7 separate regions of the Mus musculus genome follow, and regions 1, 2, 3, 4, 5 and 7 are each linked to region 6. Evidence: chromatin contacts called from public Hi-C, HiChIP or PLAC-seq and promoter capture Hi-C data. All regions are on one chromosome and are shown on one strand. Each heading gives the region's core, a stretch centred on a gene start, on an enhancer-like site or on the middle of the called end of the contact. The rest is flanking DNA. Distances are from core to core; before and after follow the strand shown. Region 1 has its middle 170 kb from the start of Gm35033. Region 2 has its middle 16 kb from the start of Gm40003. Region 3 has its middle 18 kb from the start of Gm16796. Region 4 overlaps Dok5 (docking protein 5). Region 5 overlaps Dok5 (docking protein 5). Region 6 holds the start of Cbln4 (cerebellin 4 precursor protein). Region 7 holds the start of Pfdn4 (prefoldin 4).

Region 1 (3,888 bases), core at 186-2,685, 1.1 Mb before region 6:
ACAACCTGAGGAACTGTGTTAAGGGCGCACAGCATTCTGGAGGTTGAGAACCACTGCTCTAGAGTGTGCAAAGAGGTTGAAGTACCATTGGCATTTGTTTCTGCTTGCCATGTGTCCCGGGGTTTGTTCAACAGCAGGAGGCCAACGAGTAGGACATGGGGATCATGGTCATTGTGTGCAGTGTGCTTTTGTTTCGTTCATGTCTGATACAAACTTTCTATTCATAGCTAAGTCTGCTCCCAGTTATACCTCAGAGGCAACTTTGATGGTGCCTGTCAGAGACCTTTAATTGTGATCTACCTGGTAACCTTTTTCTATGGTACCATGGGCTTTGCTTAATTAGGTGTCACATTGAATTTAATATTTTTTAAAATGGTTAGGTACTTATTTATTCATTTGTCGTGTGTGTGTGTGTGTGTGTGTGTGTGTGTGTGTGTGAAAAACCATGCATATGTGAAAAAAGAACAACTTGTGGGGTTTCTGTTCTCCTCTTCTACAAGGTAGCTCCCCAAATTGTTAAATTTGGCAGCAAGCCCCTTTATCCACTAAGGCAGTGGTCCTCAACCTTCTTAATTCTGTGATCATTTAATACAATTCCTCATGTTGCGGTGAACCGTAACGATTAAATCATCTCATTGTTACTTTATAGCTATAGTTTCGCTACTATTTTGAATCATAACATAAACATCTGGCTTGCAGAATTTCAGATACACAGTCCCCAGAAAGGGGTGGTGACCCACAGGTTGAGAACGGTGGCACTAAGCCATCTTGCTGGCCCCAAACAACATTTAATGTTCCAAGATTTGCCAGAGCAAGGCAGGAAGGCATTATATCGTCTGTGTAGAACTCCCTTTTGTTTGTCTTTTGATGCAAACATAAGCCATATCTGAATGACAATAGAGTATAGCTGCTTTCTATTTTTATATTGATAGAAATAGTGGGAAGAGATCCAGGAAGTCTGCAGAAAGCTTGTTTTTTTTTTTTTCTCCCCAGATAGACCTGTCCACTGGCGATCTCCTTGATCTTCATTTGGCTCGTGAGTCCGACTCATCAGAAGGCAGCTGAGATTATGCCAGAGTGGTCAGATGATTGCAGAACGCCAGGCAGTGCGTTCCCATGCGCAGCTTGTCAGCAGGGAAGGGTACAAATTGCAAGTCAGTGTGAGACTGTGCCCAACCCAAGCCATGAGTTGCTTTTATAAACAACCTGGGGAGAAAAAGAAAAATAGCCAATTCAGAAGAGAGAAAGCAAGCGCGCTTCGGAGCGGCAGTTTGGAAAGGTGACAACTGGTTTAGCCTAAAAAAAAATACCCTCCCATAAAATGAAGCATTCATATTAATTAGGGAATATGCTGCAGGGTAAAACAGAAGCCTGCTGGAGTGCAGCTGGCCCATGACCTCACATCCGGTCTGCAGAATAACCACACAGAGCGTGAGTGAGACAGGCATGGAAACCGAGCAAGCATGCGCGTCCCACGGTCATTTCTAACAGTGGAAGGTTACACTTGCTGAAATGAAGTGTTTTCTATATTTGGGAGTTTCACCCTAAGGTCAGTTTTGTAAGTCCCGAGGGCAATCTGGGCCCAATACCGACCTTGCCCCTTCCCATAGCACTGTGACTCCGGGCGTGGCCCTTTCGTCTCTGGGGTGTGTTCACCTACCTGGATCTTTGCTGATGAGTTGTTCGCCGGGAGACTGACATCGATAATGGTGGGAGGCATTTTCAGACAGGCAAAAAAGGCCACTCATTGCCACTTCATCTTCAGGATCCTCTGACCTTGTCAAGGCCTTATTGTTCAGACTGCAGGATTTGGCAGGGTAGGCGTTTACGTCTGTTTGAGAAGATTTCCAAACAAAGAGAATTTGCCCTTGCAGGTTGAGCGGAGACAAGGCATTTTGAGTGAGCGCACCTTAGTCAGGTTTCCATAACAGACTCCGTAGCCATAGAAGTCTGTGTCCAGATAAAAATGTATGCGTAGAGCTATTAAATAAGTCACAAACAAAACAAACAAGTGGATTCAAAGGTATGAGCAGCAGACGATGGAAAAATATTTTCACTTGATTTTAAAAAGCCGCAGTGAAAAGGGCGTGCATGTACTCTTAAGGGGGCAGATGATGAGAAAGGCTTACGTGAGCGAGCACCTGCTCTGCTCTAGGGACCTCCCCAGGCTTTATAGGGCCCTGGAAAGGAATGATCATGGCACAGCCAGAAGTCTTAGGGTTGACAATCAACATTCCGGGATCCATGCCCCTGCTACTAGGAAGCATGGCTGGTGTCCATCCAATCCATCACTCCACAGAGCAAGCGCAGTGCCAAGACACAGGTTACCTTCTATACTATTAGGACCCGCTAGATAAGTGACGTCAACCTTTTGGCAATGAAAGTACCCTACAGTATTCCTAATACAAGTTGACTGTTTGAGCTGGGAAGCCATACTTATACCTCTCCCAACGTATCGCTCAGTGACCAACTTGCACCATATAATATAACTTGCACACACATGCACGCGTGCACACACACATAGAATTCCATGGAGATCTGAGCCACGGGACTCATGACTAATTTGTATTAGTCAGTCAATTTCAACTGTTTTACTCACTTGACCTCAGCCTTGAATCACTCTGATCTGTTTGCCAAGACTCCACAGTACCTTGTCGTGTCATCGGTGACTCTCAATCCACCCTACAGAATGCCATGAGAGGCACTCACTGTTCCCTTGACTGAAACAGGCTCCACAGGGAACCTGGCTAACTAACCTAAGTTATTAAATAAATGATGAGACGTTGGTTTTTTTTTTTTTTTTAAAAAACTTACCATCCTCAATTAATATCACAGGAATGTTGAGGTTGCTATTTTTATCATAATTTTCATTCACATTTTTGGCAATTTTGGCTCTAAGTAATAGAGACTCAATGAGAATTGATAATGTTTTAGAAAATGTGTGTGTCTGTTTCTTTTGAGAGTATGTGGGCACATGAAGTGTGTGTGTGTGTGTGTGTGTGTGTTGTGTGTTCTATCTATGAGTCTGTAGTTATCTGAGGGCTCACAGGGAGGGAGTACACACAGATTAGAGAGACTGAAATGGAAACCATGAACTTAATGACTAAAAATTATTTCCTTCATCCCTCAGGAGTGAATAGGATCTCAGCCTCACGCATGTCCATGGATGTAAGTTATTCTTTTTCTCTTCAAAGTTCAGGCTTTCCTGCTTTTCCATGCATGTGGTAGGAACTATCCACGCTGGCACATAGGTTCTCTGTTGAGTAGCTTCTCCATCCTCATAGTGTCTTATAAGATGCGTGAATCACTGAGCACTCACAGCAGTTCTACAGGAAGCAATTGCTTGGTTGCACGGCTGTTCTTGGAGCAGTGTTTGGAGGTCCTCTCCGTAGACCTTCTGTGTGATCCGGTAATCTTGCATCTTGGTGCATATCCAAAGGCTACACATATCAGTGTGTGGAGGAGGCAGTACACTCCCATGTTGAATGGAGTGGTAGCCCCATTAGCCAACATTCAGGAATCGATTTAAGTGTCTGTCAGGGGGCAAATGAATAAAAGAGATACGTTCTGTCTATATACACAATTGAATAATGTTGAAACATAAAAATAAATCCCAAGTCTGGAGAGATGTCTCCATTGTTAAGAGGACTGGGTGCTCTTACAGAAGACCTGACTGTGGTTCCCAGCAACCTCATTGGACAACTCACAAATACCTGTAACCCCAGCAACAAGGCATGGGATGCTCCCTTCCAGCATGGGTAAACCTAAAGGACGCTATGTTTAAGACAAGAAAGCAGGACCAGAGTAACACCAATTACGTAATATCAACTATAAATGGAATCTTAATAGGTATAAATCAGAAAAAGCAGGGGTGGGAAGACTGGTGAA
Region 2 (3,695 bases), core at 1,106-3,605, 1.4 Mb before region 6:
CTGCTGCGGCCTGCTGGGAGCAGGCAGGAGGACATGTTGTTTTGTTTATCTAGATAATGCTTTGCTACTGAGGTAGAAAGCATTGCCATTTTAGCGGCACGCCCTGCTGAATGTCCAGCTTTTGTTTGTGTGGAGAGATAAATCAATACTTAGAATAACTGATTAAATACAGCTTGGATGTGCCAGCCATGGGTCAATTCATTAAGGAGGCAGCGTCGTCGTTGTCGTCATTGTCGGGAAAGGAGCTGGGGAGTAACGCAAAGAAAGTGATTTGGAGTTGAAGGGGCCAGGATTCTAGCTCTCACTGTGCCCCTAAGTGGCTTTGCCACCTGGCCTTTATACCCCTGCAACCTCTTCAGTGTGTGCATCACTGGAGATTAATCCGGAACATTCTAAAACCATTTTCTACACTCCAGTTCTTACATTATGGACTCTCTACAAAAGATCTGTTCTTCACAATTTCTCCCTAAAGTAAATAAGTTGAGTCTTTTTCTTCTGTATGAGACAGGGCCTCATCTATCCCAGGCTGGCCTTGCGTTACTAAGTAGCCAAGGATGACCCTGAACTCTTGCATCTTATCTGGGTTGTAAGGATGGCAGCTGTGTGTCACCAGGCCTAGTTGGAATCACTTTTGATAACAATCGCAGCTCATCTCAGGAGAAACAAAATGAGTAAAATCAAGTCAGCACAGCCTGGGTTTAAAAACACAAGCCTGCCTAGGTGTTAAGGGAGCTGTGGAAATGAGCAGCTCCTCTTTCTGGATGGCTGATCGATGGTGCCCACTTCATTCATAATATCTTCAGTGTTTTATAAATTTCCTAAACTCTAAAAAACCAAAAACCAAGCTCTTTTCATCATCTTTCAATTTGAACATTTTTTTTGTTTTTGTTTTGTTTTGTTTGTTTGAGACAGGGTTTCTCTGTGTAACAGAACTCTGGCTAACAGCGGACTTGCTTTGTAGCCCAGGTTGGCCTCAAACCCAAAGAGATCTACCTGCCTCTGCCCTCTGCCTCCTAAGTGCTGGGATTAGACCAGATGACAGGCCATATGTACCCAAGGCTAGCTGTGAATGCTGCTCAACACAGAATCATAAACATGCTTACAAAACAGTCAAGTTTTGGGTTATTGTCGTATAACTCAGTTACCCAGTTCCATACCTTGGGCTTTGGACAATGGCGATGCCCAACGCCATGTTGCAATGTCAAAAGTTTGGGCATATCTGATCACATCACACCCACACCAAAACACAGTATGCCCTCAGGGGTTACTAGTCCCTATTTGCTATAATTTACCATGGCAACAGCCATGTCACCCCATTGTGAGTCTGTCCTGTTTCTCACCACCATAGTATTTCTTCTTTGGACCCAATAATAGTCATGCTTAAAGTCTAATTCGATCCTTGTTTCCCAGCCTTGATAGACATTGAGGACAAGGAAGGCCGTGTTATCTCAGGAATACAGACTGAAACACATCAGAGGCTCTTCAGTCTTTGAAGCCAGAAGACGACAATGTAGACGTGTGCTTTTCAAGTTCTCCCCACACTTTAGGTGAAGTAGCGGAGCTCTGTCGTGTGCAAAGATGGAGGAGATGCTGTTGCATCGCGTCTTAGAACTCATGATGCCTGCCATCCCATACTCTCACATTCAGCAGTCGTTTGGAAAGTCAGCATGTCCCTTAGATATTGTCAAAGGTCACCCAGGATAAAAGTTGATGTTTGCGTGTATGCGTGTGCACGTGCATGCCCATGTGTGTGTGCGCACGCGCGCGCACACACACACACACACACACACACACACACACACACATATCAAGGTTGAGAGGAGAGACAGGGGAAGCTAGATTCCATTACTGCTTCCAGGCCAACGCTGTACTGGGATAGGGTTCTGGAAAGCAAAGAGAAACAGCTCTCCCATAAACCCAGTGTCATTACAGCCGGCATATGGCTCCCCCAGATAAACAGGCAGACTCTGATTTCTCTCCTAGGAAAAGCACAATGGTCACTTTACATTTGATGGCTTCAAGTCCAGAGAAACCGCTTGCAAGACATTTGTTGGGTCTTTGTGGATTCCAGTCCCTTTGTTCTGTTCTCTCCCTCTCCCCTGTGAGGCAAGCTCTTGAAAACAGCAAAAGAATGAGGGAAATTGTAACCAACACCTTCGTAAATATGCAGGTCATTTTCCTTCCTCCGTTCCTTTGAAAAGATGGTGTTTTGAATTTACCGATTCATTTTCTGCCCCTCCCCCGCCCCCCTGCAGGGCAGATGCAGCAGCAGAACTATCTGTTAAGAAATGTGTGGAGCTGCCAAAACCCTGCTGAGCAGGGCTCCACATCTGGAAATCAGGCTGTCCCAATGCAGGGGGTGAGGAAGTTAATTCCCCTGCTGTTAGCCACAGATAAAGCCAAGCTCATTAAGGCTCGGAGTGATGTCCAGGGATTCAATCTGACTGCTCAAACTCCTCTCATCTGCTAGGGGTCTTGCCTCACGTTCCTACCCCCTCCCCAGAGGAGCATCCGATGCTGGTAAACCGTGGGGTTGACACCCTCTGAATCCAGTACCTCAGTGAAAGGAAGGCACTTTGATTAAACACACAGCCACCGTTAGATTTATAGTCCATGTTTACTTGGAATTTAACCCAAGCAAAATGTTTTTCTTTAGCCCTTCCATTTATGTCTGTAATGATTACTCTATAGCCTTGCTGTAGCTTTTGATTTTCTTCAAATTGTAAATATGGATTTTGAACGGCCTCATACATTTTAACATTGAAATAATTTCGCTACTCTAAAATACTCTGTCCCTTTCACACATGTCCATAGCACACAAGAGCTGTGAATGGATAGTTAGGAGCTGGGCTTGGCGGCACATTGACTGTAGTTAGGAGGTTGGGGTGGGTGCACTGTAAGTTAGAGGCTAGCTTGAGATAAATAGCAAAACCCGATGTCAAAAACAATCCAGGCCTGGGTGGAGCTTGATGGCAGAGTTCTTGCCTGCTGTGTGTATATGTGCATAGCCCTGGGTTTGATTCATCCTGTCGTGAAAAAGAAAAGTGAAACTGTGTGCTTTAAATGGATTGACAGCACAACTTTTCCCTCCAGGGCTCAGTTCTAGCCCATTATTCAGCAACTACTCGACACTAGGTAGTACCTATGCTGATCTCTGGAACGCACGGCTCCATTATCAAATTAACTGCTAACTGTCGTTAACAAAGTTAACCAAGAGTACTCAGTCAACATCTGAATGAACAGTATCCCGTTGATCTTAGAGGAGCCGTGCGGGGTGGAGCGCAGTTTTTATACACACTGATCGTTTGTTCCCGAGTGTTTTCTTCAGGAAGTATGAAGTTGATGAGCTGAGCAGGCAATGGTAAACTCAGGCTGTGCTTGTGAAATATATCAGCTATCCACATACTTAGCAGATTGAAATGGGGCTCATTGTAATTATGTATAACGATGTCTGTATTACCATATAAATTACAAGAATAAATAATTCATAATTAATGTTCACGGGTTAGCAAGAGACCGCACACGATTAGGGGCAACAGAGAACACACAGGAAGTCCGCCTTTATGCAATGCCACGCAATGATGCTCAGTGGGCTTCATAGGACATGCTTAGACATGAAGTATGTCAGCCTCCCAGGACATCACCATCCCCAGAACCAAGTCCTTTCCCTTTCCCCACACTCCACGTGTCACAGA
Region 3 (4,159 bases), core at 1,100-3,599, 1.5 Mb before region 6:
CTGGAGTCTGATGCCCAGGATTCATCGCGTGACTCCATCGCCTCTTACCTCCCATCTTTGGTCCTGTTCCTACAATAAGTGATAGCTATGGGACTTGTAGGTGACCAAAATTTCTAGGTCACCATAGTTTATACCTTCTCTATGGACTTAGTAACTAAGTTTCTGGCTTCTATAAAAGAGGGGGTTTTGTTTTAAGCTAAAAGCATTCTTGTTTAGACCCTTGGCATTTGGAGAGATGGCTGTAACGAGGTAACCCAGCCCATCACCAGGAGGAAACAACCTCTTGGCTTTGGGCAGCTGTTGCCATGTTGGGACTCATGCAAGAATTCTGATTGGTCGGGTGGGACGTATGCAAGAATTCTGATTGGTCGGGTAAAGCTTGACATATGCGTTTCTTTCTGTCATCCTTTTCTGTTGCGTGATAAAATACAAAGAAAGCTTAAATGAAAGGAGGAGGGGTTATTCTGGTTCATGGTTCCAGGGCACAATCAGCTCCGATAGAGACATCATAGCAGCAGGAGCTGCTCACAGGGAGCTGGTCACAGGCATCCATAGCCAAGAAGCAGAGAGCAATGAGTTCACGCTACTCGGCTCCGGTACTACATTTACATAGTCTATGATCCTCGGCGAGGAATGGCGCCACGCACCGGGGACTGGTGTTCTGCCTCAATTCACTCAATCAAAATAATCCGGAACAGGCATGCGCAGCCACCCATCTCCCACGCGACTCCGGAATATGTAATTGTCACGAAGCATCACACTATGCATGTGTGAGCTCTCAGCTTTCAATCGTTATGAAATCATTCAACCTTAAGGCATGAAGAGGTGGGAAGCAAGGAAGAGACGACAAACAGTTGCCGGTTCTAGAGCACAGACCAGCAACACCTTGCAATTCCAAAGGAGACCGCAGCAGCCGTGGGAGTCCACGTGCACCGACAAAAATCCTTCCAATTAATTGCAAACTAAATCAAATCTTGCCTATCTCAGACCTTCGATCAAACAGCATTATTCAACAATGTTTCCTATCTTCTGTCTAAAGGAGGGTCCCTTTAAATAAATAAGCATTTCAAGGATTTTTAAAGAAAATGCACCACCAGGGAGTTGTTAACTCTGGCGTTTAGTTGCCATGCTATGGTGACTTCAAAGAGATTATTGCAAAGACGCTCAAAAGGAAAGCAGTTCAAAATAAATAAATAAATAACAGATAGAGCTTTTGAAAATACGGTCAGGAAAACATCTAAACAAACTGCACGGCAGGCAGTCCGAGAGGGTCCGCCTGTCCATAAAGCAGGGAAGTTATTAACCTCGTGACAGCGCCGCTGCTGGCTCGCAGGGAACTGGCTGCTGGGCACCAGTGTTTATTGACACTTGCGGGTAAACTAATAAAATCTTCCCATTTCAATTAAATTTTGGAAACTCATGTTCCCGCCTTCTCAGATGCTGCAAAGCGGTATATGGCCACAGCGGGCCCCCTTTTGGATCTCATGGCCCCTCGCGTCCCAGGAGGTGAACCCCGTGCAGCATCCGATTGCTTTCTTCACTATGACTTTTATTAGCACCGAAGGCCATAGGAGGTGGCATTAACAAACGCAGTCGGATCGATCCCTTTTGGAGTCCAAAGAGGCTTCCGGGTGTGCTCTCTGTAATGTTTGGGGTCTCCCAGCCATCATGTTGGGGCTGAGAGGGACCTTGGAGCTTTTATATAACACAGAGTTTAGAGAAAGGAGAACTGAGCCTCACAGTGGCTGACTCTATGAGTCAAGAGTCAAACGGAACCAGTTTTAATTTCATACCAGTGGTATAGACAAACGTCTCCTTCCCTCGACAACCCACGACTCTCATTCCTGGTGTTCTTGTCTTTCTTTTTCTCTTGCATGCTAACTCTGATGAAGCTGGTTAGCTGATGTGTGTGTGGGGGGGTGGGGGGAGAAGGAGGAGGAGGAGGAGGAGGAAGAGGAGGAGGAGGAGGAGGAGGAAGAGGAGGAGGAGGAAGAGGAGGAGGAGGAACTGAGGGAGGCTACCCACCTGCCATGAAGTACAGATTAAGAATTTTTACTATCCCCATCTAGCTTCCAAATGAATGAGACTCAAACTATGATTTATTTATTTATTTATTTATTTAGCGTTGCGCAATCACTGGGGGATCACCTCTAATCTATATTTCTATTTGCTAGAGTGTAGATTCCCAGCTGTGCCCTGGGTTAGTTCTGCTCCACCATCTTGTCCTCAGGGTCCATCTCGATTGGCTACGTGCTCCCAGTCCATCACTTCCAATGGCCAATGGAGATCACTGTCTACTCCTTCTTCCTCCTCCTTTCTTTTTTCTCCTCATTGTCCCGGTAACACAAACTCCACCTCTCTCTATTCTCCCCAGTAATTGGCTGTAGCCATTCTTATTTAACCAATAGCTTTCCGTTGGGCGGCTAAGTTTGCACAACAAAAGCTAGTGTACATGGTAATTTGCTAGTCTTCGGGAAATCTTGGGGTACAGGATTTAGCATTTGAACAGACAGCAGCACCAGCCTACCGGGCAACACTGAAGAATCCGAGAGCTCCATCTAGTCGCCCTGCTAATAATAAGATGATCCTAAAATCAGATCCTACAGACCAAACAATGACTCTGGCCTGTTTCTAGACTGACCAGGCTAGTGAGCTCCAGGAATTCCGTCTCCAGTTGTCCAGTGCTGGGACTGCAGGCACCTGTGCCCAGCTATATATGTGGTTGCTGTGGGTCCAAACTCCAGATCTCATACATACAAGGGCTTTACTGACTAACCTCCCAAGCCACACCCTTTTCTCGGAAGGACACAGGGTTTCTTATAGCTCAGGCTAGCCTCTAGACTTCCTGTGTTACCAGGGATGACCTTGAACTCCCAGCCCTCCCGCACTCCTGTGGAATTCTGGGATTTCAGGTGTGTGCCACCATCCCTGGCTCTCAGCTCCACAAATCATCATCCCATTTGGCAGTGAAATTGAAGCATGGAGAGTCTAAGTAAGATCACCTGGGCAGGGAGATGGCTCAGTGGTTAAGGACACATGCTGCTCTCACAGGGGATCCGGGTTTGGTTCTCCACAGTCCTCTGTAACTCCTGTTGCAGAAGGTCCTATGGCTCCAAGCACATGTTTGGTGTGCAGATGTACATGAAGGAAAAAAAAAACACTCACATACATAAAATAAATAAATACTTTAAATACAAGACACCTTGAAAACAATCTCATTGGTAGAAAGAAGCAGAAACACTCCTCGAGCCTTAAATGTTGAGACCTAGAATTTGCCTTGTAACTACTTTCCTAATTACAGAAGGAAAAAAGGGGGTATAACGAGATACCGTATATGTCAACAGAACCCAGTGCACAGCCGCTGCTCCATGCCTGGCTGTTGCTACCATGGTTATCTTAGTGGGTATTCTTTCATCTCTGCATTGGCTGCCAACAGCATCTCCTGCTATAATCGAGATGCTAGGAGGTGTTAATGGGACTCTTCAAGGTATCTGACCAGTGGAATAGCTGTCCTCTTAAAGGTCTTGAAGATATGAAGACACTTGAATGTGATCTAGGCAAACAACCAGGCAGAATTTTCTCCTTGTGCTGGCCAAAACTCAGAAGGAATTTTACTGCCACGCATAACCAACCATGCAGGGAGGGGCTAGACCTCGTGCTGGTGGCAGAGATTGCAAGCCTCCCCCGTCAGCTTTCTGGCTTCATTCCTAGATGACAAGCATCAGAACCCAGGGGCTTCTTCCGAGTTCTTCTGTCATCATGGAGAGATGGCCTTGGTGGCCACATCTGCTTATCAATTTGGGTGCAAGCATTCAAAACAACTGTCTTCCTGGAGAAACTAGAGATTCGTTCTGATTGGACCAGCTCGGGTCACTTGTCCACAAGTCTGTCGATTATTAAGGAGATAGAGTGGTTTGCTTGCTTAAGCCTGGGTCATGAGCTCTACTCCACACCGAACCCAGACTAAAGCAGGAAGCCAGACTTATGCGTATATGTGTATGTAAGGATTGCTTTTCATGGGAATATGCCTCTTGCAGAAATGTTGACTTTCTAATTGTCTATAGCTTCCTTGTTTAACCTTTCAAGTGTCTTTACAGCTTCCTTTCTTCCACGTTTCTATCTCAACAATGAGATCAGTCCTTGGCATCCGAGGAAAATG
Region 4 (4,225 bases), core at 1,387-3,886, 1.3 Mb before region 6:
TCCAGGCCTGGCTGATCCCAGTAGTTCTGGGCGTGTCCCAGGCATAGCATGACTCACGGAAAGCCAGCTGCTGTCTTGGAGGGAAACCGTACTCTCCTGAGATGCTCTTTGGTGCCTCTCTTGGGAATGTGCCACTGGTCCAGCTCATGGTGTCTTTTTCTCTGACTCTTCCCTGTGCTCTGCCCCTTGAAGTCTCCTCACTCCCACTGGGAACATATGCTGCTCTGATATTTCATGACTAACCTTCATCTGCAATTAATGTGTGGCTTGTTCTCTCTGTGGAGGTTAAAGCAATATAATCAACGACAAGGTTACCATCTCTCTGGAATACCATTAGGCTTCTGTGTCCTCGACTCCTTCAGCCCCTGTGGTAATGTTTGCTCTTGGTTAACTTAATGTATTTGCAGATGATGTAAGGCATTTATATAAATGCATATAGCATTAGAAATGCAGTCATTTGGGCTATGTATTCTTTTTTATCTGTTTAGAGATAAGGTCCCACTATGTGGCCCAAGGTGGCATAGAATTTGTAATCCTGCCTTAGACTCCTGTGAGCTGGGATTTCAGGCCCACATCACCAATCATGGCTTGGCGTGTGCATTCTCTTTGTAAAGAACATCCTTTATAGAATGTTCCAGAAAAAAAAAACTTACATAGGGAAATCTCATGTATACTTCTAAAATAGAGTAAGCGCTGCAACATTGTCGTTGTGAAAAATTCCAAAGAATGCATATGTTCAGGTCCTCATTAGCTCTAATTGTCAACCTGACACAGCCTAGACATAGCCTCGTTGTCTGAGACAATATCCTTGATGGATAATTGAAGAATTGACTAGGTCAAGGTGGTCCTGCAGGCATGTCTGTGGAGGATCATCTTGATTATTAATTTGCCTAGGTTGGCCTATTGTGAGTGGTGCCATCCCTACACAGGTGGTCCTAGCCTTATATAAGAGAGCTCACTAGGCATGGACCTAGGCACAAATCGCCTACCTCTGTGGTTTCTGCTTGGGTCCCTGCCTTGACTTTTCTCAGTGGTAAACCCCACCCTAGATGTGTAAGCCAAACAATCCCTTTTCTCCCCTACATTGTTTTTGGTCAGGGTTTTTGTTACCGAAACAGAAGTGCAACTGGAATCATCTGCTAAGGAGGGGCCTTTAAGTGACAACCGACTAGCTAGCCAGGCATTCCCAGGAAACTTATTTTCTTGCATTTTCGGGATGCTTGAAGCCATCTTTCCTCCCTGGCTCTTGGCCAATCCTCCTCATCTGGATTTTTCAGTCATGTATCTTTTTACTCATCTTGTTTCTCTCTTCTCTCTAAGAATGCTCCTGGTGACAGCGGACCTGGCCAGACAACCCCAGGCACTCTCCACTCCAACACCTTTGACCTAACCCCACCTGTGAAGCATCTTTTCCCATCGTCACTGCAAGGCACAGCAGACTGAGCACAAGGCATAAGTCTGAGACAGATGTGATTGGCCATAGCCTGGGGTTGTCTTGGAGGCTACATTCCACTGTTGATGCTGTCTGATGACATCTAAGCTTTGGGGTGGCTAGAAGGAACCTAGCCATCTATGAAACTAAGATGTTCCAAACCCTGAGAGCTCACAGAGATTTAGGTCAGATACAAGGGAGAAAGATGAATGGCCATTAAGGAACCAATATGGTCCAAAATACTTTGGGCTGTGGACCGGTAGCATTCCAACTCTCCCCAGTAACAAAGTTCATGTGAACCAGTCTGTGTGCAGAATGTTTAACACAGAAGTGGCTTTTCCTGGGAACTTTAGTTAAGAGTGTAGACATCTTTGAGGAGACCCTTTTCCTGCTCACACAGCACATCCACAACACAACTGTCCTTTGAAACCTTATCCTTGGAAGTCTCCTACCAATTTCAGTTCAGAGACCCATTTGTAAATGTGTAGGAGCATGTTCCTGCTCGACTAATCCAGTTCGGAAAGTGAAATTCCTCACTAAAGAACAGTCATTTGTTCTATTGGTTGCCCGTGAACAATGAAGGGTGAATTAACGGAAGAGTCAATGAAAGGTGTGTGCAGCAACTTGAACTTGAACATGATGAGCATCTCTGAAGGAGATCCAAGCTTCCCAGAAACCCAGGATAGCCCAGGGGATAGCCTGGACTGCTTCTAGGCAGTTGGGTTTTTCCAGAGCAGGCGATCTTGAGGACTTCCTTGTCTGGGCGCAGCTTCTGACACAACCCATTGCTTCCTGATCCTACATACTGCTCACTCTCTGAGCAGACAGGGACAGCATAAAGAGATGTGTACGCCACAGTAAAATGTTCACTTGTGATGTGTCATGCTAAACCCGTAAGCTAAAGGTTGACAACGTCTCAGGGTGCAGCTCCTGTCTCCTCACTTCCCTGTGTGTAATTCCTTAAGAGCGTAGAAGTGTTTGTGGTTGTATAATCCTGTTAGGACTGGGAGAGGAGCTGTGTTTAAATATGCATTCTGGGCGCCATTGTCAGCCACGGAGACATATTTCATTGCAGCAGGAATATCTATGGACGTGCTTATGGTGCGGGGGTTGCTTTTATTCAAATGAGGATTCTAATTCAGTCTTCGAGAGAACTGAGCAACATTGTTTCAATGCTCGCCTCTTAGGAGATAGTAAGGGTGTGTTCTGCGGCTCTGTCTTATTTATAGAGGCCTATGCAGCAGATGGAGAGACACCAGAAAGGGAAAGGGCTGATTTCAGCTTAACCCTTTGGAAGCTCTCAGCTTCACTAGACCCGTTCTGACTTGCTTGGCATCTGATGGAGTCTGTGCAATAGCTCCAGAGCCTGATCTTGCTTTTGTAACATTCTCGGTAAGGCTTTCTTCATCGTTACAAACATCCAAGTCCCTTCGTGAGATGAGCTGACGTCTGGCTAAGGTGGTTTGATGTTTGCTGCATGCTCACACTGACTTAGGGTGTAGCTGAGATGTAAATGACAAAAATATCAATACAGATATGTCCTCACTTAGTCAACCAAGATATGCACACTAGGAAACCAGGATTTCTTTTACTAGACTGGCAAATACAGACTTCTCTCAGAATGCGCAGTCTTATCTTACACTGAAGTTTTTATTATGAGTTTTGAAACAGGGTTTCACATAGCCCAAGCCAAACATGTAGCTCAGGTTGGCCTTAAATTTATGATCCCCCTGGTCTCAGCTTCCTAAGTACAGAGAGTCCAACCTAACATTGATGCCTTTAGCATCCTTGCATCATCTTGCATCACTGCCTCTCCTCAGGTGATTCTCTTTCCCGCAGGTCTCTCCTGGACTTGAAAGTCCCTCCTAGTCTCTAATCTCTTGAAGCTGCACTTTCAGCGTCAACACTGCCACCTCTCTAGAGGTTTGCGTTTATACTCGTCTTCCAAGTTCTTTATGTTTGAGAATTCTGAAGTAATATCATGGTATCTAAACTCCCCATAGACTTAGTAGCCTGTACTTGATTAAAATATGACTTCCCACCTTTGTATAGTGTTTGCCCGCAAGCTTAAAGATTTGCTCCCTAATCCTCTGTCTATCCTGCTGCCACTGGGCTAACCCAGACTCAGTTATTTATTTATTTATTTATTTATTTATTTATTTATTTATTTTTTCACTTGGTATGATAGACAGAGGTGTGGGCTGTGACAGGTATCAAGTGCTATTTTGCATATTCATGAAGTGGGGGGTTGGTGTTCCCGTGCGATTTAGGCAACATGAGATTGAATGTCTCAGCCTCTGTGACTAAATTCTGGCTTTGCCATTCAAAAGCCTCTGTGGGGACTCAGCTCTTCCTTCTGTTTCTGAGCTGTAACCTCCTTTTTAGTCTAACGGACAAGCACAACCTTTCCTAGACAGGATTGAGTGTGTGGGAAGAGCACCGAGGTGCCCCTGGTGGTCTGCATGGCTGTGTAATGGATGTAATGGACCCTCCACAGTGAAGACACTACAATTCTAGTCATCCAGGTGATGGTGTTGGGGGCTGGGGCTCTTGGGAGGTTGCAAGAGCAGAGAGCCCTTAGGAGCCACCCTTAGGAGCCACATGGCAGCCCCTGTGAAGGAGGCTCAAGGACCTTTTCTCACGTGTGTCAACACGTCCCAGAGCTGTGACAAGCAATTGATGCTGCTTGTAAGCCACTCCTCCGTAGCCTCTGGTATGGCAGCCTGGGTGGACAAGGGTCTCCTCCCAGATCTTTGTGTGCACTAGGTCCTCCGGTAAGCTGTTCGTATGACT
Region 5 (3,872 bases), core at 121-2,620, 1.2 Mb before region 6:
TAGAGGAAACCTGCCAATCCCTGCATTAACTCTGAGGTGGGCGCAGGGCATCCTTTTTTTCTTTCTCATTAATCAATCAATCAATCAATCAATCAATCAATCAATCAATCAATCAATTAATCGATTAATTGATTAATTAATTAATTCACTTTACATCATAATCGCAGGCCCTCTTCTCCCAGTCTCTCCCTCACATGGCCCCTCACCCCGTTCCCCCCACCCCTTCACCTCAGGGAGGTCCAACCCACCCTGGCACCTCAAGTCACTGCAGGACTAGGTACACCCTCTCCCACTGAGGCCAGACAAGGCAGTCCAATTAGCGGACCAGGATCCACAAGCAGGCAACAGTCAGGGACAGCCCCCACTTCAGTTGTTGGGGGATCTGCGTGAAGACCAAACTGCACATCTGCTACATCTGTGTGGGGTGGAGAAGGCTGGATCCAGCCCTTGTAGGCTCTCTGGTTGGTGGTTAATAGTGTCATGGATTGGTTGGTCTCAAGTTGAGCCAGTAATTGGTTGGCCATTCCTTAGTTTCTGCTCCATCTTTGTCCCTGCACTTCTAGTAGTCAGGACAAATTTTGGGTCCAAGGTTTTGTGGATGGGTTGCTGTCCTTATCCCTCCACTGAGAGTCCTGCCTGGCTACAGGATGCTTCAGGCTTCATATCCCCCACTGCTAGGAGTCTCAGCTAGAGTCCCCCTCATAGACTCCTGGATCCTCCCCCATCCCAAGTGTCTGGCACAATCCTAGAGATGCTTACCTCACCCCCCATTTCCATCCATTCTCCTGGCCCCCTCTCCCAGGTGACCTCTCAAGGGGGGGGGGGCATTCTTGACTTGTTCATTGGGCTGGAAACTGAATTGGAATAGAGGAAATTAAAGTCTTCTAACAGTGACATATGAAGATGTGCAATATTGTCTTATTCTGAGTCAGGTTTGCAAAGAGTGTCTACATCAAAATTTTCCCTAGTCCTGTGTTTTCCACGCCCCCCCCCCACCCGAATTTCATGACACAGGGAGGAACTACAGATGAAAGTTTAAGGAGTTAACACAGCTGTTAAGGACTGACCAGGGCTGAAGGCAAAGGCCAAATGCAAATGATATGTTAATCACGCACTCCCTAGTGATGCGTATTTGCATATCTGTGTGAGTGACCTTAGGAATACAGTCTCCTGTCCTGAACAGGCCACTTTTCTCTGGTAAATTTAATCAACTGTAGTACTAGCCAATTTGATCCTGAGCTTTCTTGAGAGATAACTGTTTGTCCTCTCTAATTTTTTTTTGGAAAAGATGTCACCAGCCCGCTGAAGCTTCACCGGACAGAGACTTTCCCCACCTACCGGTCTGAGCACTGACAGCAACCGCCAAGAGCTGTTAGCACATTTGTGCTGTGTCAGCCACAGCAGGAGGACACAGAGGGACAGCCAGGGAGAGTGCAGATGAAGAAGAGCAGCTTCGCACCCTGCTAATGTGTGTGGCCACGGGAAACGCTGCAGAACAACATATGTATAAATATTTTTCCCTTTCTCTCTCTCTCTTTCTTCCTCTCTCTCTCTCTCTCTCTCTCTCTCTCTCTCTCTCTCTCTCTCTCCCTTCCTTCCTTCCTTTCTTCCTTTCTCCCTTTCTCTCTTTCTCTCTCTTTCTTTTCTTTTTTTTTTTTAAAGATACAGCCCTAACCTCATGGAAACGCACTGGATAATATCAGCCCACCCTGTTTTTATAGCTGGACAGAGGAGTCAGTGTTGCTACCACGGACTGATTTTCTATTGGTGACAAGTGCCCCCTGTGCCTCTCTGAGTCTGTCCCTCTGTGGATTTGTGTGATTTTCCTTGTAAGTGTTTCCGTCGTAAGACAGTCATCATGGACAATAAAATGCCTCTTCAGTATTCGTTAGTTCTTTCTGCACTATCCCTCTGTGACTGGGGCTGGGGTTCTGGCTCAGTCATGAACTCGCATTTGGTTATATTCCCAGTGAATTAAATCAATATTTCCACTCATTCTTCTCAGGGAAGACCCCCTCAGAAGACCCAATGAACATGCGTTCTCCTCAACCCCCTCTGACCCCTCAAAAGCCTTTATTTTGAGTAGACCACTTACGTAAGGCATTTTAGAATAAGCAGCTTCACCATCCGGTCCCCGGGTCCCGGTGCCAGTTTTCTCTGTGCCCCCACTTAGTGTATCTGGAGGGTAAATGCACTGGGAACAGGGTTTTGCGTTGTGTTTCACACAAATCCAGACACAGACACATCTCTTCATTCATTCATTCATCAGATCTGGAGTCTTCTCGTCTCCAGTGCTCTGCTGGACTCTAGGCATGCAGAGGTATAAAGACTCTGGCTTTGTTGCCAAGAACCTCAATTTCTTCCAGACGAGGGCATCAAGGGAATTAAGATACAATTGCAGTACTGAGTGGCACCTGCCCGATGGGCCTCCAGGGGCGACGGCCTTCTAAAGAGAAGGTCACCCCGCTCTTCAGGCTGTGTCACTGGGGAGGTGCCAGATGGCAATTGCATCTCGTGACAATTAGAGGTTATGTTCTCGCCAGGCTGGAAAAGCAAGCTGGGGGCACTCACCTTGCTCGCTGTCATGTCCCCTAATTAAACTTGATCTTCAGGTAAGTGGCGCTTATATGGTATTTCAAAATAAAAGTGAGGTCCAAATTTGACATGGAACAGGGGTATGTTTCACAGTGCCCCTTGTATCTTGAGTTCAAATCATCCTGGATGGTCTTTGCTGAGTTTGACAACTACAATGTTCAGCCCTAGAGCTGAGCCTGGACCCCTGATAGATGCGTGTCAGATGGACAGAGAGAGAGAGAAGGTCAGATTCACATCCTCGGAATGGGGTTCTTTGTATATGGGAGACTTCACCTTGAATGCACACTTCTGCACACCAGCTTCCTCTGAATCCATTATTTTCATGGAAGAAAATACCTAATGAGTTTCAGAATTATATATATATATATATATATATATATATATTGCAGAGGCTCCCACAAAACACTTCAACATCCCATTGCTGTTTGAGCATTTCTAGAAAGGCTCAAAGGGGAGATAGACACACCTTATAACCCCATATCTTCAGCCTAGCTAAAAACCCAAGCCTGCTAAGCTAAATGCACTGCTTGTTCCAGAGCTGAGATTCCAAGGACACCTCGGGTAGGACCTTTCCCAGGAGGGGAGAGATCTCAGGAGAGAGGTCTGAAGTCAGCTAATAATTAATGAATGGATTAGGGCAACTTAATGGCTTGGGTCTGATGGCCTTCCCAGAATGCACCTGCACTCTGTCTGGGTTCTCTGCAGCTTTTTTCCCCCCACGTAATTTTTGCTCTTCCTTCTCCCAGATGGATCCATTTTCGTCTGTAACAATGCAGCTCGCCATGCACACTTAGCACCTTGTATCTTGAGTTCAAATCATCCTGGATGGTCTTTGCTGAGTTTGACAACTACAATGTTCAGCCCTAGAGCTGAGCCTGGACCCCTGATAGATGCGTGTCAGATGGACAGAGAGAGAGAGAAGGTCAGATTCACATCCTCGGAATGGGGTTCTTTGTATATGGGAGACTTCACCTTGAATGCACACTTCTGCACACCAGCTTCCTCTGAATCCATTATTTTCATGGAAGAAAATACCTAATGAGTTTCAGAATTATATATATATATATATATATATATATATATATTGCAGAGGCTCCCACAAAACACTTCAACATCCCATTGCTGTTTGAGCATTTCTAGAAAGGCTCAAAGGGGAGATAGACACACCTTATAACCCCATATCTTCAGCCTAGCTAAAAACCCAAGCCTGCTAAGCTAAATGCACTGCTTGTTCCAGAGCTGAGATTCCAAGGACACCTCGGGTAGGACCTTTCCCA
Region 6 (3,988 bases), core at 1,017-3,516:
AGCTGCAGCTTTCATCAGTTTCAGCCCCATCCCCTGGCTGCTACCTCAAAATCTGTGCTTTCTCAGCAAATTACAATGCCCTGGGGGAACCAGAAAGGGAAACCCAGCCCCCAGCGCTTACCTGCCCAAGCTCTATGCAATTACTCCATCCTTTTTCCTCCTGCCTGGGCAACTTTTCTGAGTGGAGCAATAGTGAGAAAGGCTTTTGATCTCTACCAGGCAGGGTGGTGTTAATCCAGCTACCCTGGACCCTGCGGAGTCACCCTAGCTAGAGATCTGGAGATGGTCTCTGACCCCCCCCCCCCCAGAACCACACCCCTAATCATCTGTGTCTACTTGGAAGGGTCCCTGCACCTTGTGGAACCCCAGAGCCTTGTGGAGAGATGAGCCTCCACCTGGAAACACAAGTCAAACAATTCAGACTGTCTAATAGGGCCCCCTCAGAAACGCCTCCAGGGCACCTGCTGATAAGTCTGAGCCAGAGGCCCAACTTCTCTACCAATAGATCTCAGCATCCAGGGACAGTATTCCCTTCAGCCCCTGATGACCTGTTGCTGTTAAACTTGTCGTATCTCCAGGTGCTTTCCTCTGCGCTCCCAAGCCACCCACCGCGCAGGCCTGTGCCAAAGACTACGGGACTGAATGGAGGCTGTGGTTGCTGGGGAAGGGAGGCAGCTCTGAGTTTCAAACTGATACCGTCAGTTGATAAAACGATCTCGCCACATCCTATTCATATTAGCTGAATCTGGGCATGCAGCCCCCGATACCCAGAGACCACCCATCCCCATATGCGCTCTGCATCCCTCGGGAGTCTGACCTGATCAAAGTAAATGATGCGAGTCTTGTTGCTCATCTCAGATGGCTCGTGGTTGGTGCTCCGAACCGCCGAAAAAGCCACCTTGGAGTTTGCTGCCCGGACCGATATCCCCAGAGGGGAAGATGATGATCCCTTGGAGTCTGTAGCTGGGTTCGAGTCGCACACCACCAGACACTTGCCCTCCAGAACGATCGGTTCCGTGTCATTCTGTGCCCAGACAGGCAGCACTAGAATCAGCAGAACGGCTGGTACCACGGACAGCGCCCGGCGCGCGGAGCCCATGGTGAGCCGCGTGCGCAAGCGGCAGCCTGGCGCTTCTGCTCCCAGGCGGCGCCTGCTACCCCGGGATCCGGGAGCTCGGGAAGACGCCAGTGGCTAGATCGACAGCGCTGCAGGAACAGCGGCGGCGGCGGCAGCAGCGGCGCGCGCACTTCCACCAATTCTCAGGACTGAAGTCTCCCTTCGAACTGGCTGGCTGGCTCTGTTACCTTTGTCCTTTAAGGAGCTCATGCAGAACTCCTACCCTAACTCCTCCACCCCCAAATCAGTTTTGCCTGGGGCCACGGCACCCACACTTGTCCCTTGACATCTAAAAAGTCTCCAGACCCTCTCAGTCACACCTCAAAAGAACAAAATAAATTCTCACCCCGAACCCAAGCACTCCTGGTGAAGCACAGAGCTGAAGACACAGAGGGGACTCCGCGAGTAAACGCTAGCAAAGGTGGCTAGTGCCGAGCGGTGCGGGTGTCGGTCCTGTCCGAGGGACTCTGGTTGGCGCAGGAACAAATTACAGAGGCAGGAGGTGTTTCCGGGGATGAGAAGAATGCCAGGTTATGTCCATGGCTAGGATGCTAGCGACTTCCACTTGCGCTTGGTCAAAAATTCCCCCAAAGCCCGGTGTCACTCCGACGCAGGTAGGCGGCAGCTGAGTGCCCGTCGCCAAAAGCAGTTCTAAGGTGCAGGGCGCCTACTGCCCTGGGTTCCCGCGTCCCTGCGCACAACTTTGTGTCTCAGCGTGCAGTGCAGCCGGAGGGACAGCGCCGAGAGGGCACCCGCGCGCTATTTATAGGAGTGCTGCCTGCAGATGGCTTTGGCTCGCCCGCTCATCCCGTGGATCCCCGGAAAGCAGAAAAGGCGTCCGTTGACCCCAGCGGAGCAGCGCCTGTGTGACGTTGAACGCACCCGGACAGAGCGGGACGCACGGCGCTGCCGGCTGCCAAGGTCTGAGGTCACTTGATCCCCCCGAAATCGCACTTTGTGTACCCAGAGGATGATGCTCACCTGCCTGCACCTGCCAGGGGTCCGCGGCTGCTCGCCGCCAGCTCCACCTGGACCCGCAGAGGGAGTTGTGGGTCCCCTCACCCTGCCCTGCGCAAGACTCTCTGAACCGAACGTGGCGCTGCCAGCTCAGATGTGGAGATGGAAGGACCTCGGCGAATCTGCGCGGTTTGCTATCTGACGCTAAGAGGACCAGCCAGTGTCCCCCAACTGCGCCTGGTCAGGAGCTTGTCCCACGTAACCCTCGAGCCTGGAGAGCCCAGAAAAGCCCGGGGGCAGTTCTGTGCCCTGGGCGGGGCGGGTGTGGAGGAGGCGCCTGTTTTTTTTTCTTCTGCTCAAGAGGATGAGCCTCGGAACCCACTGGGGCTCGCCTTCTCACGCTGTGCAGCCATCCCAATCAGGGGCAGGAACAATCATAGTGAACAGTATCCCTTAAATGTAACAATTAAAATGCACACCCCGAGAGTACTGCACCCTCTCCCTCTTTGATGTTCCTCCCCTGTGCACTCCACTGCCATCTTGGCCTCTGACTGGCAACTTATTTTCCTTTTCGGAAGCCACGGAAGGGAAGCGGGGAAGCAGAGCTTGGCTTTGGAGTTGGCTGCATGAACCTGACCAAGACCTTAATGAGTGGCCAATACTACCCAAACTAAGGGCCCCGGCTTTCTGGTTCAGTATTCTTTGGGGTCAGGACACTCCCAAATTCCTTGTTGACTTCTCTTGACTTCAGCTGCAGGAGAACAGTGCAGCTATTCTCTAATCAAAACAACGTCCCTGTGGAAGCCACCAGCCACTCAGACCTCCTGATTAGTACGTACTGGTTGCAAATTGTTTAGAGGTTGAGTCATGTCCTTGGGTCAGATTAAGCTTCCCAGATGGTCCTGTGCGTTCTTGGAATGGCGTTCGAGCTCTTCCTCTGCAGAATCCAGACAGACCTACATCTTTAGTCTGATCTCCTAAGGTTCTCCAAGGGAATGTGTGCCGCAAGCTCATGCTGAAATTCCAAGTATTAAGATACAAGATGCCCCTAGGGTTGATCCTTAGCCCCAACTTCTTATAGTGATATAAAGATGTGCTGTCTGGAAACACAGTTGAGGGAGGTAGTCAGTGCAGCTTGTGAGTTGCTGGGGCTCTGGGGCTATGCTATTTGTAACAATGTTGCATATCTTTCATCGAAGCTCTAAAAAAAAAACAGAAAAGCTTGCCAGGCCTTTAGGAGAGTGCCACCTTGACACCACCGTAAACTTCATATAGTTTCTCATCTGACCTTTTCTGATGTCCTTATTCAAACACTGATCACTAGTCATTGCAGTGCCTGTGGCACTTCCGTGGTGTGTGTGGGTGTGGGTGTGTATACATATGTGTGCATGTGTGTGCAAATGTATGTGTATGTGTGTGTAAATGTATATGCACATATGTATGTGTGTATGTATGTGTACATGTATATGTCTATGCATGTTCTATTGTGTGTGCATGCATGTGTGTGCATGTGTGTATGTGTACATGTATATGTCTATGGATGTTCTATTGTGTGTGTGTGCATGCATGTGTGTGCATGTGTGTATGTGTGTGCATGTGTGTATGTGTACATGTATATGTCTATGCATGTTCTATTGTGTGTGTGCATGCATGTGTGTGCATGTGTGTATGTGTGTGCATGTATGTGTATATATGTGTGCATGTGTGTACATGTGAATGTCTGTGCATGTTCCATTGTGTGTGTACATGCATGTGTGTGCATATGTGTATGTGTGGGCATGTGTGTGTGCATGTTGTGTGTGTGTCCACTCGTGTATGTGCACGTGGTCCTGCTCTATTGCCTATTGTTTTACACCTTACTCCCTTGGGACAGGGTCTCTCACTGACCTTGGAGCTGGCTCTCCGTCAGCCAGC
Region 7 (3,852 bases), core at 637-3,136, 1.5 Mb before region 6:
GTAGACAGCAAGGTGCTGGGGGACGGGGTACTTTATCTGTTTGACATGCAGCATCCCCAGTGTCTGGTGTCTTTTCGGTCCAGTCAACATGCCACTAACTACAGATTCTCCATGACCACTGCAGCCAGACACTAGCTCTCCCTTCTGAGTCTGGTCTAAGGGTTACAGAGTTCAGGACTGGGGTTTGCGGTATATACAAATGAGTTCCTCAAAAGTGGTGCCACCGTAGTAATTCCAGGTCCAGAGATTTGACTCTGTATGTGCAACTGCTAAGTAGCAGAGTGCAAACGGCAAACCTTCCTCAGGAGGGTGTTAGGACTTCACTCTGTGGAGTCCAAGTTCATTATATCCAGAGGGCTTGATGGTATGCAAGCAATGAGCAGGATTGCATTGTAACGATAGGAGATAGATTGTAACCAAATGGGCACATGCATTATACATTAGAACAGCGGTTCTCAACCTGTGGGCCGTGATCCTTTTGGAAAGTCGAATGGCCCTCCCACCCAGGTCAAGTATCAGACATCCTGCATGTCTGGCATTTACGTTACAATGTATAACAATAGCAAAATTACTGTTGTAAAGTAGCAATGAAATAATTTAATGGTTGGGAGTCACCACAACGTGAGGAACTGTATTAAAGGGTCACATTAGGAAGGTTGAGACCCACTGCGTCATAAGCAGACAGGCGAGATCTGCCCCTCTTCCCCTCCTTGGCATGCCCTTGTGCTTGAAGCCATAGGAGGGACTGGCAGAGATGCAAGAGCGCCCAGCCGTGCTTTTACTGTCCTGCGGCTCACACCTGGTCCTCCCTGTCCCTTGGTAAATGAGACAATGGCCCATACCCCAATACTCTAAGCTCTTCTGCCCTCAGACCTCCGACTTTCTGAGAGCAAAGTCTTGGCTACCGAAGTTAACAATGGCCCTGGTTACTAAGGAAGCTCGGTGCCCACTGGGCCCTGTGTGGGCAGTCTTCCCAGGCTAACATATTTGAGCGAGTGGAAGACATATTTCTGAACCAATTTAATTTTAAACACATAAAAGAATTCATTTCAGTTGCACATGATGGAGCACGCCTCTGATCCTAGCGCTTGGAGAGCAGAGGCAGGAAGATCTCTGTGAGTTTCAGGCCAGCTTGGTCTACACAGCTAGTTCCAGGACAGCTAGGATTACATTGCAAGACCCTGTCTCTAAATATAAATAGCCAAGCAACCGTCCAGTAAGCTATTATCTAAGCATTTAAGTTTGTTATAGCGCTCTAGGTCAGTGGTTCTCAACCTATAGATCGGGAGCCCTTTACAGAAGCCGCCTAATACTATCAGAAAATAGATATTTATTGACATTATGACCCAGCACCGTAGCAAATTTACATAATGAAGTAGCAACAAAACTACTTTTTATGGTTGGGGGGGGCACTACAACATTTAACTGTATTAAAGGGTCTCAGCACTAGGAAGATTGAGAACCACTGCTCTGGATCTTTTTGGGTGTCACCTACCTTTGGCTTCATCTATTCCTGGCTGATCCCCTAGTGTCCCCTGCAGTGATCAGTGGCATACAAGCTAAGATCAACTTCAAGAGTGGCCTTCAGCTTGTAGCTTCGCCAGCACTGGGTTTTTATGTGGTAGGGGCTGTAGATCGAACTCAGGTCCCCATGCTTGAGTGCAAATACTTGACCAAATGATTTACCAAATACTTTGCCGAAGCCACGCCCTTACCCTCCTTAGCTTCTCTCTAGGTTGTTGAATAAATGGAAAAAGAATTTCTTAAGCTTCCCATTCCACACAGCTGGGTGGTACCCAGCGCTCCCCCTGCTGGCCGTGGCTGGGATCTCGGGCCCGACTATTGGCCGCTTTTGGTATTTATGCCGGCCGAGAGGGAAGCTGCCTGTCCCTTTAATTGGAAGATACCAAGTGTTTCCAGGGCATAGTTTTTTTTCCTGAGTCCTTGCCCTGGGAATTTATAGTTCAGAGACACAGATAGCAGCAGTGTTGAGATAGTGCTGTGCGTTAGGGGGGAGTCTGGCTCAGCAGGGCTCGAGAGGGACCTCGGGGGGTGACGCACGCCCGAGTGGTTTTCCCCCGCGCCCCGTGGTTCAGTCCAAGATGGCGGCCACCATGAAGAAGGCGGTGAGTGCGGCGGGGCCGGGGTCCGAGGAGCCGTGGGCCGGGGCGTGTGAGGAGACGCGGGGCGCTGGGGGCCGGGGTCTGAGGAGGTGAGGGATGCGCGGGGCCGGGGCCCGCGCTGGGTACAGGGGTGCTTCTGTCCGCTCCGCTCGCCGTCAGGGCAACCGCCTCACCTGCTCAGGGTCGTGCATCTCCTCGGGCACCGGGTCGGGCTCCGCATCCCGGGCCGTCTGCTACCGCATCCCGGGGCGTCGTCTGCTACCGCACCTCTGTGCTCCGCCCCGGACCGCTCCGGTCGGTCCACGCTCCGTGCACCGAGTGTCTAATTGACGTTGAGAGCAGTCGGCCCGAGCGAGCGCGGTGGCTCTCCGGGCTTTTCCCAGCCATTAGGAAGGACACGGGTCCCCACGCTCTGCCCCGCACACTTCACAGCCAGCCAGCCAGCCAGCCATTCCTTTGGTGACTCATCTGGTGAGATGCTGGGTCTGGTGATTTTTGTTTGGTCAAATTAGAGCTCTTTATCATTTTTAAAACGACGTCCGATCCTTGTTCATGGGGCTCGGTGTGATGTCTTATCACACTTTTGAAAGACACGGACTTGTGTGTGTGTGTGTGTGTGTGTACACACCAGACTGGTCCACGGCTTCCTATGCAGTCAGAGATGATTTTGAATTTCTGACTCTCCTGCCTCCACTTTCCAGGTGCTGGAATCACCGGTGTGTGCCACTACCCCTGGCTTTTGGTGTGCTGGTGTGGTGGACCCAGGGCTTCATGCATGACAGGCAGTAGACATGGCTATGCAACCCTTTCAACCAATATTTTGAAACTTGAGCTAAATTTGAGCCACCAACTTAAGTTAAACTTCCATGTGGGTTTTTATAACCTAAACGTGTTTCCAGGAGTGCAGGTGTATCTAATACAGGGAAAGAATTGCAGAGGAGGGGAAAAAAAAAAAAGAACAAACAAGCAAACAGCTGATAGCTATTGGGGCTTCACAGTGTGTTCGGACAGTTCTTAGCATTTGCTAATTATTTTGATCTGCTGTGTCAACCTTTTGGGAGATTCTGTATTTATTCACTTTTAGCTGAAGAGGAAACTGAAGCGCAGAAGAAAAGCTGTGATTTAAAGAGCATTTGCACTCCAGGCTCCTGTCTGTCTGTCTCTCTGCCTCTGCCTCTCTCAGGCTCCTTGTCTGTCTGTCTCTCTGTTTCTCTGTGTGTGTGTTAGTGTGTGTGTCTCCCCCCCACCCCACCCCGGGCTCCTTGTCTGTCTGTCCGTTTGCCTGTCTGTCTCTGATGAGAGGCGCTTGGCTGAAGACAGTTGCTTTCACTCTACTTTGTAAGGCCCCTGTAGAATGCCTTTGTGTTCTCGCTGTTGGCACCGTGTAGTCAGTGCTTCTGACCACTGAAGGTTGATGCTCAGCATCCCAGTTCATTAAGAGGGAATGGCTGCTGAGCCTGGGGAGGCTTCAGAGTTCGAAAGAGCCCCTCGCCCTGGTCTGTCACCCACAAATTATTACACGGTAGCAGAGTACAGTCCGGGGCCACGGTGATTTGGCCAGGTAGGAACAGGTTCATTTTGCCTCTCTTGTTAGACTGTGCTCTCAGCTGTGGGTTACACTGGTCAGTTCCACGATAAACATTGTCCTTGCTTTTGCTTTTCTGAGACAAGGTCTCACTGTGTAGCATTTGCTGGTCTGGAACTCTTAAGAGATCTGACTGTCAGCTGA

Evidence for each region. Promoter capture Hi-C pulls out the DNA fragments that hold promoters and counts their contacts. A called contact is a pair of places that touch in the nucleus more often than the background predicts. HiChIP or PLAC-seq counts read pairs in DNA pulled down with a chosen protein or histone mark.
Region 1: a contact with region 6 is called in an H3K4me3 HiChIP or PLAC-seq map of forebrain, with 14 times the contacts expected there. The contact joins the enhancer-like site here to the promoter of Cbln4 in region 6. A contact is called at or near these places in 9 of 39 promoter capture datasets (the 3T3-L1 cell line, the C10 cell line, HPC-7-derived erythroid cells and 5 more), 4 of 115 datasets of contacts at active chromatin or transcription factors (embryonic hindbrain, embryonic midbrain, forebrain and 1 more) and 2 of 9 other capture datasets (embryonic stem cells and liver).
Region 2: a contact with region 6 is called in a promoter capture Hi-C map of embryonic stem cells, with 4 times the contacts expected there. The contact joins the enhancer-like site here to the promoter of Cbln4 in region 6. A contact is called at or near these places in 7 of 39 promoter capture datasets (the 3T3-L1 cell line, the C10 cell line, embryonic stem cells and 1 more) and 2 of 9 other capture datasets (embryonic stem cells and liver).
Region 3: a promoter capture Hi-C map of embryonic stem cells shows a contact between it and region 6, with 4 times the contacts expected there. The contact joins the enhancer-like site here to the promoter of Cbln4 in region 6. A contact is called at or near these places in 14 of 39 promoter capture datasets (the 3T3-L1 cell line, cranial neural crest, embryonic stem cells and 7 more), 2 of 115 datasets of contacts at active chromatin or transcription factors (embryonic forebrain and forebrain) and 1 of 9 other capture datasets (embryonic stem cells).
Region 4: a promoter capture Hi-C map of hippocampal neurons shows a contact between it and region 6, with 2.2 times the contacts expected there. The contact joins the enhancer-like site here to the promoter of Cbln4 in region 6. A contact is called at or near these places in 15 of 39 promoter capture datasets (the 3T3-L1 cell line, 3T3-L1-derived adipocytes, cranial neural crest and 9 more), 2 of 115 datasets of contacts at active chromatin or transcription factors (embryonic forebrain and embryonic stem cells) and 1 of 9 other capture datasets (liver).
Region 5: a contact with region 6 is called in a promoter capture Hi-C map of epiblast stem cells, with 8 times the contacts expected there. The contact joins the enhancer-like site here to the promoter of Cbln4 in region 6. A contact is called at or near these places in 22 of 39 promoter capture datasets (the 3T3-L1 cell line, 3T3-L1-derived adipocytes, the C10 cell line and 12 more), 1 of 15 datasets of contacts at CTCF or cohesin (stem cell-derived epiblast-like cells), 3 of 115 datasets of contacts at active chromatin or transcription factors (embryonic forebrain, embryonic hindbrain and embryonic stem cells) and 1 of 9 other capture datasets (embryonic stem cells).
Region 7: a contact with region 6 is called in a Hi-C map of cortical neurons, with 2.9 times the contacts expected there. The contact joins the promoter of Pfdn4 here to the promoter of Cbln4 in region 6. A contact is called at or near these places in 14 of 39 promoter capture datasets (the 3T3-L1 cell line, cranial neural crest, embryonic stem cells and 7 more), 2 of 484 Hi-C or Micro-C datasets (Sertoli cells and cortical neurons), 4 of 115 datasets of contacts at active chromatin or transcription factors (embryonic forebrain, embryonic hindbrain, embryonic stem cells and 1 more) and 1 of 9 other capture datasets (embryonic stem cells).

The regions. Positions count from the first base shown.
Region 1 is chr2:170,944,831-170,948,718 of GRCm38.p6, forward strand. No RefSeq gene overlaps it. Among named protein-coding and RNA genes, the nearest start is that of Gm35033, 170 kb to the left of the region's middle. Within about 2 kb of position 1,436, at least 15 of the 459 cell types and tissues checked have an H3K27ac peak or open chromatin away from gene starts, as enhancers often do. A contact at or near this core is called in forebrain, where this site is marked.
Region 2 is chr2:170,655,701-170,659,395 of GRCm38.p6, forward strand. No RefSeq gene overlaps it. Among named protein-coding and RNA genes, the nearest start is that of Gm40003, 16 kb to the right of the region's middle. Within about 2 kb of position 2,356, at least 42 of the 459 cell types and tissues checked have an H3K27ac peak or open chromatin away from gene starts, as enhancers often do. A contact at or near this core is called in embryonic stem cells, where this site is marked.
Region 3 is chr2:170,527,637-170,531,795 of GRCm38.p6, forward strand. No RefSeq gene overlaps it. Among named protein-coding and RNA genes, the nearest start is that of Gm16796, 18 kb to the left of the region's middle. Within about 2 kb of position 2,350, at least 7 of the 459 cell types and tissues checked have an H3K27ac peak or open chromatin away from gene starts, as enhancers often do. A contact at or near this core is called in embryonic stem cells, where this site is marked.
Region 4 is chr2:170,764,840-170,769,064 of GRCm38.p6, forward strand. All of the region lies in intron 1 of Dok5 (docking protein 5), which reads left to right. Among named protein-coding and RNA genes, the nearest start is that of Gm35033, 8.9 kb to the right of the region's middle. Within about 2 kb of position 2,637, at least 25 of the 459 cell types and tissues checked have an H3K27ac peak or open chromatin away from gene starts, as enhancers often do. A contact at or near this core is called in hippocampal neurons, where this site is marked.
Region 5 is chr2:170,877,886-170,881,757 of GRCm38.p6, forward strand. It overlaps Dok5 (docking protein 5), which reads left to right. Exons shown (of 8, transcript NM_029761.4): 8 at 1,289-1,890. The coding sequence ends at 1,353. Among named protein-coding and RNA genes, the nearest start is that of Gm35033, 100 kb to the left of the region's middle. Within about 2 kb of position 1,371, at least 7 of the 459 cell types and tissues checked have an H3K27ac peak or open chromatin away from gene starts, as enhancers often do. A contact at or near this core is called in epiblast stem cells, where this site is marked.
Region 6 is chr2:172,041,200-172,045,187 of GRCm38.p6, forward strand. Cbln4 (cerebellin 4 precursor protein) reads right to left here and starts at 2,267. Exons shown (of 3, transcript NM_175631.3): 1 at 818-2,267. The coding sequence starts at 1,099.
Region 7 is chr2:170,509,344-170,513,195 of GRCm38.p6, forward strand. Pfdn4 (prefoldin 4) reads left to right here and starts at 1,887. Exons shown (of 4, transcript NM_001110152.2): 1 at 1,887-2,126. The coding sequence starts at 2,103. Gm16796 (predicted gene, 16796) reads right to left here and starts at 2,584. Exons shown (of 3, transcript NR_040367.1): 1 at 1,496-2,584.